Linked DNA regions of Mus musculus: region 1 is linked to region 2. Evidence: chromatin contacts called from public Hi-C data. All regions are on one chromosome and are shown on one strand. Each heading gives the region's core, a stretch centred on a gene start, on an enhancer-like site or on the middle of the called end of the contact. The rest is flanking DNA. Distances are from core to core; before and after follow the strand shown.

Region 1 (5,046 bases), core at 1,364-3,863, 130 kb before region 2:
CTGGCCTCTTCCATTAGCTGTCATGGGCTGGAGGCTGGATCCAGATGTTAATCAAATAATTGCCCAGCTAGAAAGCCAAGTTGCAAGTGTAGTCCCTGGAACTGGAGTTGGAGTTACAAATGATTATGAGCCACCATGTTGGTGCTGGGAACCAAACTCGGGTTTTCTCTAAGAGCAACAAGTGCCCTTAACCACTGAGCCAAATCTCTAGTGCCATTAAAAGCCATTTCAAATGACAGACTTCAGAGGCACACTTTCTAACTGCCCACCAAACTATTAGCTGGAGCTGTGCTGGTCAACACTGGAAGCGCCAGCCCTACATGGTCATTGAAGAAATTAACACATTGTGAATTTATACAGTAGTTGCCATCTGAAGACTTGAGTTCAATTCCTGGGACCTGCATGATGGAAGGAGGGAACTGACTCCTGCAAGTTTGACCTCTGACCTCCACATGTGTGCTGTAGCATGCATACACCCCTGACCCTCACATACCACATCCTGAAACACACAAATAAATAAATGCAATTAAAAGAATAATGAGCCGGGCATGGTGGCGCACGCCTTTAATCCCAGCACTCGGGAGGCAGAGGCAGGCGGATTTCTGAGTTCGAGGCCAGCCTGGTCTACAGAGTGAGTTCCAGGATAGCCAGGGCTATAAAGAGAAACCCTGTCTCGAAAAACCAAAAAAAAAGAAAAAAAAAAGATTAATGATTAAAAAAAAACAACCCAGCTTCTTGGGGCTGGAAAAATGGCTCAGTGGCAAAGAGTGCTTATTCTAAAAGCCTGAGGATCTGAGTTCAAATCCCTAGAGCTCACGTAAAAAGTTGGGCATGGCTACACCTGCACCTGCAGTCCCAGCACTGGGATAGGGGAGCCAGAGTCATAAGAGACTGGAGGATTTGCTGGCTACCAGCCTAGCTCTAGGTTCAGTGAAAAGCTGCTCTAACAGCATAAGGCAGAGGGAGACAGAGCCACGGCCGACACCCTTTTCTGTCTTCCACACGTGTGCACACCCCATGCAATCTCTTACCCTATTTCAGGGACAGCTGGTGGCAAGTATGTCAGACCATGTGCACCTCTGCCAAAAGTTCTGCTTGGCAGGGCTAGCAGAGGGCACAGGGGCATCTGCAGATTCCAGACACTGGCTGTCTGAGAGCACTGCTTTTCCAGGGTAACACCGCTCCCTCCTGGTACCGAAGAGCACATGCACAGATGGAGAAGGGGCACAAGGCAGGTTTCAAGACAAGGAGGGAGGGGTGAGCTGCGAGTTTCCGTGCTGCCCCAGCCTCACCACAGGCCCCGAAGCTCTCTGCTTAGCTAAGCCATTCAAAAAGCAAGTGTGCCAAAGCGCCTGGAGACACTTCAAGGAAGCTGGCCTGCACCTTGGCTGTTTGATGGGTTTTGGACACTTCAAGGAAGCTGGCCTGCACCTTGGCTGTTTGATGGGTTTCATGCCAGAAGGTGATCCAGGGCCTCTCTAATAAGACCAAACTGTTCTGATCAGTGTACAGTAAGCAGCGGACATCTCTGTTGCCTGTTGAACAACACACCGAGGCCAGAGCCTCTCAGTAGAGACCCCAGGTTCAGGCTGCTCCCACCCCTTTCCATGCACAGGGTAATCAGTTTATCTCTGGTGCCTTTCATCTACTCAAATCCGGTCACCAACTCCCAGGAACAACCCAGAAGGGCTTTCCAAATTGTGGGTCTGGGCTTGTTAGGATGATCAGAGGACCGGCATTTGGGAGTGATGAGAAAAATCAGAGGAAAAATAAATAAATAAAATTACACTTGAAGAAAGATCATCTGCTAACCAAAGAACCCTTTGTTCTAAAGCAAGGCAGAACAATTATCACCTGTAACCATTCTTAGTGAAGTCCTTCTAACTTAAAACTCCACAGAAAGCATCTTCTTTACACATCTGTTTTAGCTATTTCACACACGCGCGCGCACACACACACACACACACACACACACACACACACACATGCACACACAGCGAATTGGGGGAGGGGGAGAGTAGAGGGAGGGGAAGAGGATGAACCAAATACATGTGCCTCTCTTGCTTGCTTTTCTCAATCAATATTTTCATCTCAAATTCCCCCTTCATGGCAAACTGTTATTGGGAGATTTCAACAATCAATAAATTGCATTTCTGAGATTCCACAAGCAAAATTATCGAGTGGTGGCAGGAGTCCATTTGCCAGGAATGTCCTCTGGGGACAGGCCATTCTGTTTCTAGATCCCTATTTTATTTCTAAAGTTTTTTTTTTTAATTATATATTGGCATATAGGTATGTGCCTGGGATAACAATCCCCTGGAAGGTGGAGTAGTTTCAGAAGTTAGAAGCTGCCTGACATGGGTACGGGATTTGAACTTTGGTCTCTTGAAAGAGCAGCATTAGCTCTTAACTGCTAAGCCATCTCTCTAGCCTCTACACCCCTGCTCTTAAAAATATCCTTTACTCTGGTTTAGTCAGGATGGCTGAGGCAGAGCCTGAAAGTCTGAGACAGCTTCAGATTTTGGGCCAAAGGCAAGAAGATGAGAGTAAAGGCCTGGGGTTTTCAGCTTAGCTGCTGTGGTTTCTTTGCCCCTCCCCCCACCCTGGTTCCCTTTTGACTCCTGTGCACTTGATTTTTACTGATTTGAGCAAATATATGCTCAGAGCTGGTTCTCTTCTCGTGTTCATTGCAAGGCAAAGGTACTTGAAGTTCAGAGTGTTTGATGTCGCAAAATCATGCTGCCTTTATGTAGAGATGCTGGGACCCATCCCTAGGGGGTTGTGAAACCAAGACGGATGATCACCTGCCAGCTACTATGTGAGAGACAGCAGGGATATGGGGGATATGGAGGCCAAGGATCATGTCTGCCAAACAGGCAGAAGCAGAGTGCCACTTTCAGCACACGCCTCTGTGTCTTCTCATTGGCTGAGGCTTCTACCATGCAGCAGCCTATGGGTCTATGGTCACACCTCTGTGCCTTCTCATTGGCTGATGCTTCTGCCATGCAGCAGCCTATGGTCACGCCTCTGTGCCTTCTCATTGGCTGATGCTTCTGCCATGCAGCAGCCTATGGGTCAATGGTAGTAACCGAGGACACTCTGGCCTCTTAGTTCTGCCTCTCTCCCAGAGTTGTTGGAAATCCTGCATTAGGAGCTGAGCGCATTCATCTTGACAAGTGAAATCAGTGCCTACTGACTTGTGTCTGGCTTATTTGTTGTGTTGGATTAGGAAGATAGTTCCCAGTCTTCACTCTCTCGGTCGCACGCCCTCCTCCTCAGCATGGCTCAGAAGCTACCCTCATCAATGTGGGCAAGCCAGCATAAGAAGACAAGCCATGATGTCCCTTTCAGAGGTTAGGTCCCAGTGGGCCTTATACATCCCAACCATTTATCCCAGAACTCATCTGAACACCATAAAAACAGTCAGAAAGGAGCCGCTGGCAGAAAGATCATGCAGGGATCACCGGGTCATCTTGGCAATGGCTGTTCTAGATGACCCCAGACACATTTTCACACACATGGGACACCTCCGTAGAAATATCTGGCCAACCCGAAAGCTCGTGGGAAATAGCACACAGCTATTATGTGAAAATATCACTTTTCAGGGCTTGTGACTAACAAGCGTGTTCTGCCAAGCTCAAGGCTGAGACGTCCAGAGGGAAGCTAGCTCCCACAAGTCCCCTGTAACTTCTGAGGCTGTGAAGGTGTTTGCAGAAAGAAAACACACTTCTGTTGGAGGAACGGAGATGAAATGTCTTGGATTTGACTACGGGATCAATGGGATAACATGGGTGAGAATTCCCGTCCTAGGATACATGTTTAGTGTGGACAAGCCACTCCCACCCCTGCTGCCCATATGCCCTTGGTTTGATTGTGGAGCAGATGGACTTAACACAATACAAAGCCATCCTGGCCCATAAGAAAGCCTGTGTCTGAGCCCAGCATGCCTAACACATGATTGACAGACAGAATAAGGTCATCACCAGGGCTAGAAACCTTCAAAGCAGAGACAGGTTTCTTCGATATAAGGCCTAAAATGACTTGCTCTCACAGCAGGCTGGGTTTTGCTTGATGAGTGGTGCCCCCTACAGGAAGCATGCGAAACAGGCCTTTGAGTACTCTGCGGCCATAAGGAGGACTGCAGAGCAAGACTTAACCAGTTCACAACTTAGCTGAACTTGTGAGAGACATCATCCCAAGTACACGGGGAGGGGGAGTGGGGAGAGTCAATGCAAATGTCACCGAGGGTACCTTTGCACGCTTTTCTTCCCTCCCAACTGTCCTTCCTTCCTTGAAACAGAACCGAGTTCTAGAGTGTAAGTAACGCCGCTGAGGATAGAGTACATTTGGGATGGATGGATGGATGGATGGATGGATGGATGGATGCCTTTACAGGAGGTGGGGCTTAAGGAAAGGTCACATATTATGGGGTTTACCAGTAACTTTATCCAAATCACAGAAGCACTTCCAGAACCTGCATAAATCACAGTCTCCCTCCTTTATCTGAGAAAATCAGTTCAGAGGTTTACAAACATCACCAAGGCTGTCTGCTGAAACCTAACATGTGGCAGCCAGAACAGGGCTGATCTGACTGCCTGAACACCTCTGGGGGCCAGAGACCTCCCCTCCCAAAAGATTTATCCATCCAGCTGGGAGAAAACAGAAACAAAAGCCCTTTATATTTATTTTTTAATGGGGATCCAAGAGTTGTTTCTCTGTTTTATTAACTTGTGTGTGTGTGTGTTTGTTCTTTTCAATGCCCATGTTCTAAAACATCCCAACTATTGTGTGAGCAAATGGGTAAACACAATAAAGGAGACCCTGCAAATTTTGTGGGTCTCACCTTTGAGGCCCCCCAGCCCAGAAGCATACATCTATGTGTGGCATCTAAGTTTCTGCAGAGGAGTAAGTACCGACTCTATTGGTTGATTTTTTACTTGTCTCTCTCACCAGACTGTAAGTCCCACTAGGGCAAGGCCTGGCACCTCTCTCTACACTCTAGACTATCAGTGACTATTCTGATGCTTAATACAGAAGAGACTTTGC
Region 2 (5,235 bases), core at 433-2,932:
GAGGTCTGCAGCCTCACCATGTGCTGGGCACCCAGAACCCAGGCATTTCACAGGGGCTAGAAAGCAAGGCTGGAGAGTAAGCCTGTGTCTTATGTCTCTCCGGACCTACTGCTGTTTTGAGCACAGTCTGTGTTTTGAGAAGAGTCTGGGGATGACGGAATGATTGACTGAAGACTCACTTGATAGCTCTGGTGTAGGGGCTCTGTTTTGGCTTATTGGAGGCTGACAGATCTCCCCAGAGCAGGGCAGCATACTTCTCAGCCAATCTCAGAGTTGCTAGGTACCCCTGGTATTTATTTGCTCAATTCCACACCTCAGGCCTCAAGGCTCCTTCACGACCCTCCCCCGCCATCACTTCAAGGAAGCAGATAAGGCTTGAAGTTGTGCAATCTCAGGGTGACCTCTGACCCCACTTTGAAGGGCCCCTGTGTGGCCAGGCCTCCCTCCCCCCACTGGCCAGGAGTGAAACTCCTAGCTCCGACCTAGCTAAAGGTCAGGGCTGATGACCTTCGGGAAGTGGCTTAAGGACTTAGTTTAGCTTTCTCTGCCCACTCAAGTGAACCAGAGGTTCATGTAGGGCAAAGGTAACTGGCTGAAGGAAGAACTATGAGCCCTGACATGGCAGTGTGGGCCCAGAAGCCTGGGAAGCTCTCGCTGAAGCATGTAGGGTTGCCAATTTACAACTGACAGCAGCCCAAGCATGGCTTGTTCCGAACAATTTTCAGAATTATTGCTTGGAAAGGAATTGCCGTCTTGGAGTCCTCTGGAGTTGTGTTGGGTTGCTGGGCTCTGTTTTCTGTGGCTACGGTTTAAAAGGGGAGAGGATGGGGTGGCTGTTGATTAGGTATTCACTACAGATCTGCCTTTTCACTCTTGGCCAGATCTGGTTCTCAGGGATGAGGATTGGAGGTTTAAGAAGCAGCCTCTCTTCCAGAGGGATGCTTATGGTCAACGCTTCCTGGAAACTGTTGGGGGACAAGCCCAGCCCAGCATAGCCCTGTGAGCCTTGGCTGTAGGGAATGCACGGACTTCTCGCCCAAAGAGTTTGTGGCTGAGCAGCTAAGCACTCACAGTGGAGAGGAAGTAGAAACGAGTGCCTGGTGGAGGTGTGGGAAGCCTCCCCTGGGACGAAGCAGTCGGTAGGTAAGCTAGTTACATTTCTCTCCAGCACCCTTTCCTTCCAGGAGGTAGACAACACACATATGCATGCACACATGCAGACACATGCACATGCATACTCATACACACACTCGGGCACCCACACATGCATACACACACACACACACACACACACACACACACACACACACACACACACACACACACACAAGTGTACACAACCTGCTCTTAGGGTTTTTTTTCTTCCCCAGCCCAGGAGAGGGTGCTACAGATAGAGCTGGCACCTGGGTCTGAGCCTCAGGACACAAGCTGAAGATAAACAAGAAGAAAGAGACATGGTCTCAGACAGGGGGACTTCCTGTATGGAAATCAAGAGAGATGACCCACCCTGGAAATCCCAGAACCAAGTCTGTTGTTCAGCAAAGGCTACCTCTCGGGTGCAGCTGCTGCCTGCCTTTCGCTTGCCCATCGGCCCCTGAAATGGGGCTGGTCATTGTTAGCACTGCTGGCTTGGCCTGGGCCTTTTTAGGCAGTCCTCAGTTCCCACATCAGAGCTAGAGAATAGCTCCCCAGAGTCAGCTCAGCCTTCACTGCAGCCTGTCCCTCCCCACAACTTCCTCCTGGTCATGTTCCAGTGAACATGAACACCAAGAACTCACCACAGCCCACTTTTGTGTTTGCCAAGGCCTTGTCAGGTCAGCTACCCTGGCAACTATTCTTTTTTCTTTTTCTTTCTTTTTTTTTAAAATGTTTTCATGTGTGCATGCTATGTGGATGTGTATGCACATTTGGAGCAGCATATGGAGGTCAGAGAGCAACCTTGGGTGCTGGATAGAGGTCTTCCACCTTGCTTTATATAGGGTCTTTTGTTTGCTGCTGGGTTTGCCAGGCTAGCTGGCCTGTGGGTCTCTGGGGAGTTCTCCTATCCCCACCTGCCATCTTGACAAAGGAATGCTACCCAACATTTTTAAGAATGAAAAAATTACATTTTATGGGTTGAGTATGGTGGTGTATACCTTTAATGCTAGCACTTAGGAGACAAGGGCCAGCCTTGTCTACAAAAGTTCCATGCTAGCCAGGGCTAAGTACTCAGACTCCATCTCCACAAAAATGTTCTGCAGGGAGAGAAAGCAGCTATCAACAGTTAAACATGGGCCAACAAGATGGCTCAGGGAGTAAATGCACTTGCTACCATGTACACAGTACATTCATTCATTAATTAATTTAAAAATTTTTGAAAAAAAAAATCAATTGAAGGCTGGAGGATGGCCTGGTGGTTAAGAGTACTGGCTGTTTTTCCAGAGGACCCGAGTTCAGATCCCAAGCACACATGTGGTGGCTCCTGTGGGTGCCACCTGTAACCCCAGTTTTGGAGGCTCTGGTGCTCTCTTCTGTCCTCCACAGGTACTAGGCACGCATATGCTCCAAGTTACATACATACAGGCCAACAGTCATACACATAAGATTAAAATAAACAAATATTCAAAAAAGTTGAGTGCCTTTCTCAGAGTCACACAGCTACAAAGAGAGCCCTCCTGTGTTCCTAATTCATCTGGCTGCAGGGCCTTCCTCTTAGCCCCTGAAGTTCTGACTCTGTTCAGCACACACCACTGTCATCACATAGACCAAGGGTCCATACATAAACAACCCAGACCACAAATGTGGTCAGCTGCACGGTTTGGGACAAGTAAGAACTGCCACCCTGTCTGGTGGCTTTGCCATCATGGTCTTTAATGATTGACGCTCATAGAGAAACTCCATCAGAGGGTCAAGATTCATCCTCTGGCCTTGCAATACCACCTATCCTAGCCCTGTGACCTGGGGCAAGCCCTGGCCTCGAGGTGGCTCAGTCTCCTCTGTCTCAGGAGCAAGGCCATTCTCAGCTCTCCATCTGTTCTAAAAAGCCGGGAAGACCACGTGCCAGAGTCTTAGAAACCATGAACTCTTAACGCTAGTTCCTCAAAGGTGGCTGGAGGAAGAAGCTAAGCCTGCCCAACAGCTCACCATGTGTCTTAACTGTGCAGGACTTCAGGTAGCCTTTACTGGGGGTGAGGGTTCTGGGGCTTCATGAAAGAAATGGGGAATGGGGTTCAGAGGCCATCTTACCTATGGGTCACATTCCTATCACCCTGTGTCCTCCCTAGGAAATGCCTGGAATTAAAGATAGCACCAAACCCATACCCGCTACATTTTCCCTATAACATATGTTGATGATGAAGTTAAATTTATACATGGCCACAGTTAAAAAAAAAAAAACAGCAGTGGTCAATAATAGGAGAGAAGAATTCTAGCAGACTGAAGCAAAAGTCCTTTTATGTGACTGTGTGCCCTTTCTCAAAATGTAGAATTCTTCATGTAATACCTTCAGAGCATAGTTGATGCTGGTAATTGATTGTTTTCCCATACAGGGTCTTGTTAGGGAGCCCTGGCTGACCTGGTAATTTACTATTGAAGTGCAGGCTATCCTTCTGCCTTGCATTCGTGAATGCCAGAATCATATAGACATGCCCCACCAGAACCAGAGGACAGGACGGTGGGCAGATGAAACTGCAGAAGGCAGGTCTGTGGGTAAGGCACAGCTACTCTGCTTTTCAAATATATTTGACCTTAGGACTCTCGGGGTAGAGATTTTAAGGGGCCGCTGTAGAAAACACCTCAGGATGTATTCTCTCCAGGGCAGAACCTGGCACATATTTTCCCAGATTGTTCCCCACTTCAGAGCAACCACCAGATGCCGTCTGCATCACCCTTTCATTTTCCTACTATCATTTGGGTCTGCAACAGACATCAGCCTGCACTTTTACTATTATGGCTTTTAATTCAGGGCTCGAAGAATGCAAGTAGAGAAAGAGACCATAGTACTCCATCAGAACCATGACAGCAGACCTTTGGTGGCCGCCCTCCCCCTGGTCCTGTGTCTTACACACAATCTGGTTTGTATCTTCAGGCTCCTACAGAGTCATGCCAAAAGCCAATCACTCACAATGTGTGGCCTGTGTTAACACCAAGCAAACTGCCAGTCTGCACATAGCCCAGAAACAGTCAGAGTTTCAGTGCAGCTCTGTGTGACTTTAGCCTGGAGCCTAGCATAGGTGTCTATCTGCACAATGTCCATCCTGTGGAGGGCACTCAGGACTAGTCTACCTCAGGACAGCCAGAGTAAGCTTCTCAGAATAAGACTTCAAACAGTAGTACCAATACCAGCCTTTTATCACCAGTGTGAGCTCCTAGACACCACTCTATACCTACTGAATGAGAAACCTGGTGGCTCACAGCAATTTGTTTGAAGGAGTCTAGCAACTGATTTTAGCCCTTCTCCAGGATGGAGAGATGACTTAGCGATTAATTGCAGTTGCTGTTCTTACAAAGGACCTGTGTTCAGTTCTCAGCACCAACATGGGATGGTTTAAAACTTCAAAGCTGCCTGTAACTTTCTCTGTCTGTCTGTCTGTCTGTCTGTCTCTCTCTCTCTCTCTGTCTGTCTTTCTCCCTCCCTCCCTCCCTCCCTCCCTCCCTCCCTCCCTCCCTCCCTCCCTCCCTCCCTCCCTCACTCCCTCTCTCCCTCTCTCCCTCTCCTCCCTTCCTCTGCATCTACCACTTTCTGTTGGCCAAGCTAATCCGATTCTACTTAATTCAAGCGGAGCAGGCAAATGGCACAGAGTTTAAGAAGGCAAAGAACCCTTTCCTGTGGAATGGCCAGGGAAAGGAAGCCCTGCTTCCTGTGTTTTCCATCCCTTCCTCCTTAGAGGCAGAACTCGGGAAACACAGCCTGCCCTTCTGATGTGCCTCCATGCCTCCGCCTTCTCAAGGAAATACTTGCCAGACTCACCTCATGTGCCTTTAGGGAGGTCTGAGCTTGATGTGGAAGCTCCAGCCACGAATGGCTGCTGTCTGTGATGTGAGGCTTAGAGACCCATTTCCTAGCATCTCCTCCATTCCCGGAATTGGGGGTGGTGGGTGTCGCTGTCCCAGCTGGATCCCTTAGCTTGGAGTTGGTAAACATCGTTGGAGCTCTGCAGTTCACTAGGACTGAGAGACTTTCTCCAGGGAAGTATAGAAAAGAGTCTGCTCTCCCTGGGCAGATGGGCTGGGAGCCTCTTTCAGAGGAAGCCCTGG

Evidence for each region. A called contact is a pair of places that touch in the nucleus more often than the background predicts.
Region 1: a Hi-C map of bone marrow-derived macrophages shows a contact between it and region 2, with 2.7 times the contacts expected there. The contact joins two enhancer-like sites. A contact is called at or near these places in 21 of 484 Hi-C or Micro-C datasets (CD4 T cells, the G1E-ER4 cell line, the HL-1 cell line and 13 more), 6 of 115 datasets of contacts at active chromatin or transcription factors (craniofacial prominence, embryonic stem cells and fibro-adipogenic progenitors) and 2 of 9 other capture datasets (adipose tissue and embryonic stem cells).

What each region holds. Positions count from the first base shown.
Region 1 is chr7:49,427,063-49,432,108 of GRCm38.p6, reverse strand. All of the region lies in intron 6 of Nav2 (neuron navigator 2), which reads right to left. Among named protein-coding and RNA genes, the nearest start is that of Gm51447, 8.7 kb to the left of the region's middle. Within about 2 kb of position 2,613, at least 41 of the 459 cell types and tissues checked have an H3K27ac peak or open chromatin away from gene starts, as enhancers often do. A contact at or near this core is called in bone marrow-derived macrophages, where this site is marked.
Region 2 is chr7:49,293,823-49,299,057 of GRCm38.p6, reverse strand. All of the region lies in intron 1 of Nav2 (neuron navigator 2), which reads right to left. Among named protein-coding and RNA genes, the nearest start is that of Nav2, 50 kb to the right of the region's middle. Within about 2 kb of position 1,682, at least 52 of the 459 cell types and tissues checked have an H3K27ac peak or open chromatin away from gene starts, as enhancers often do. A contact at or near this core is called in bone marrow-derived macrophages, where this site is marked.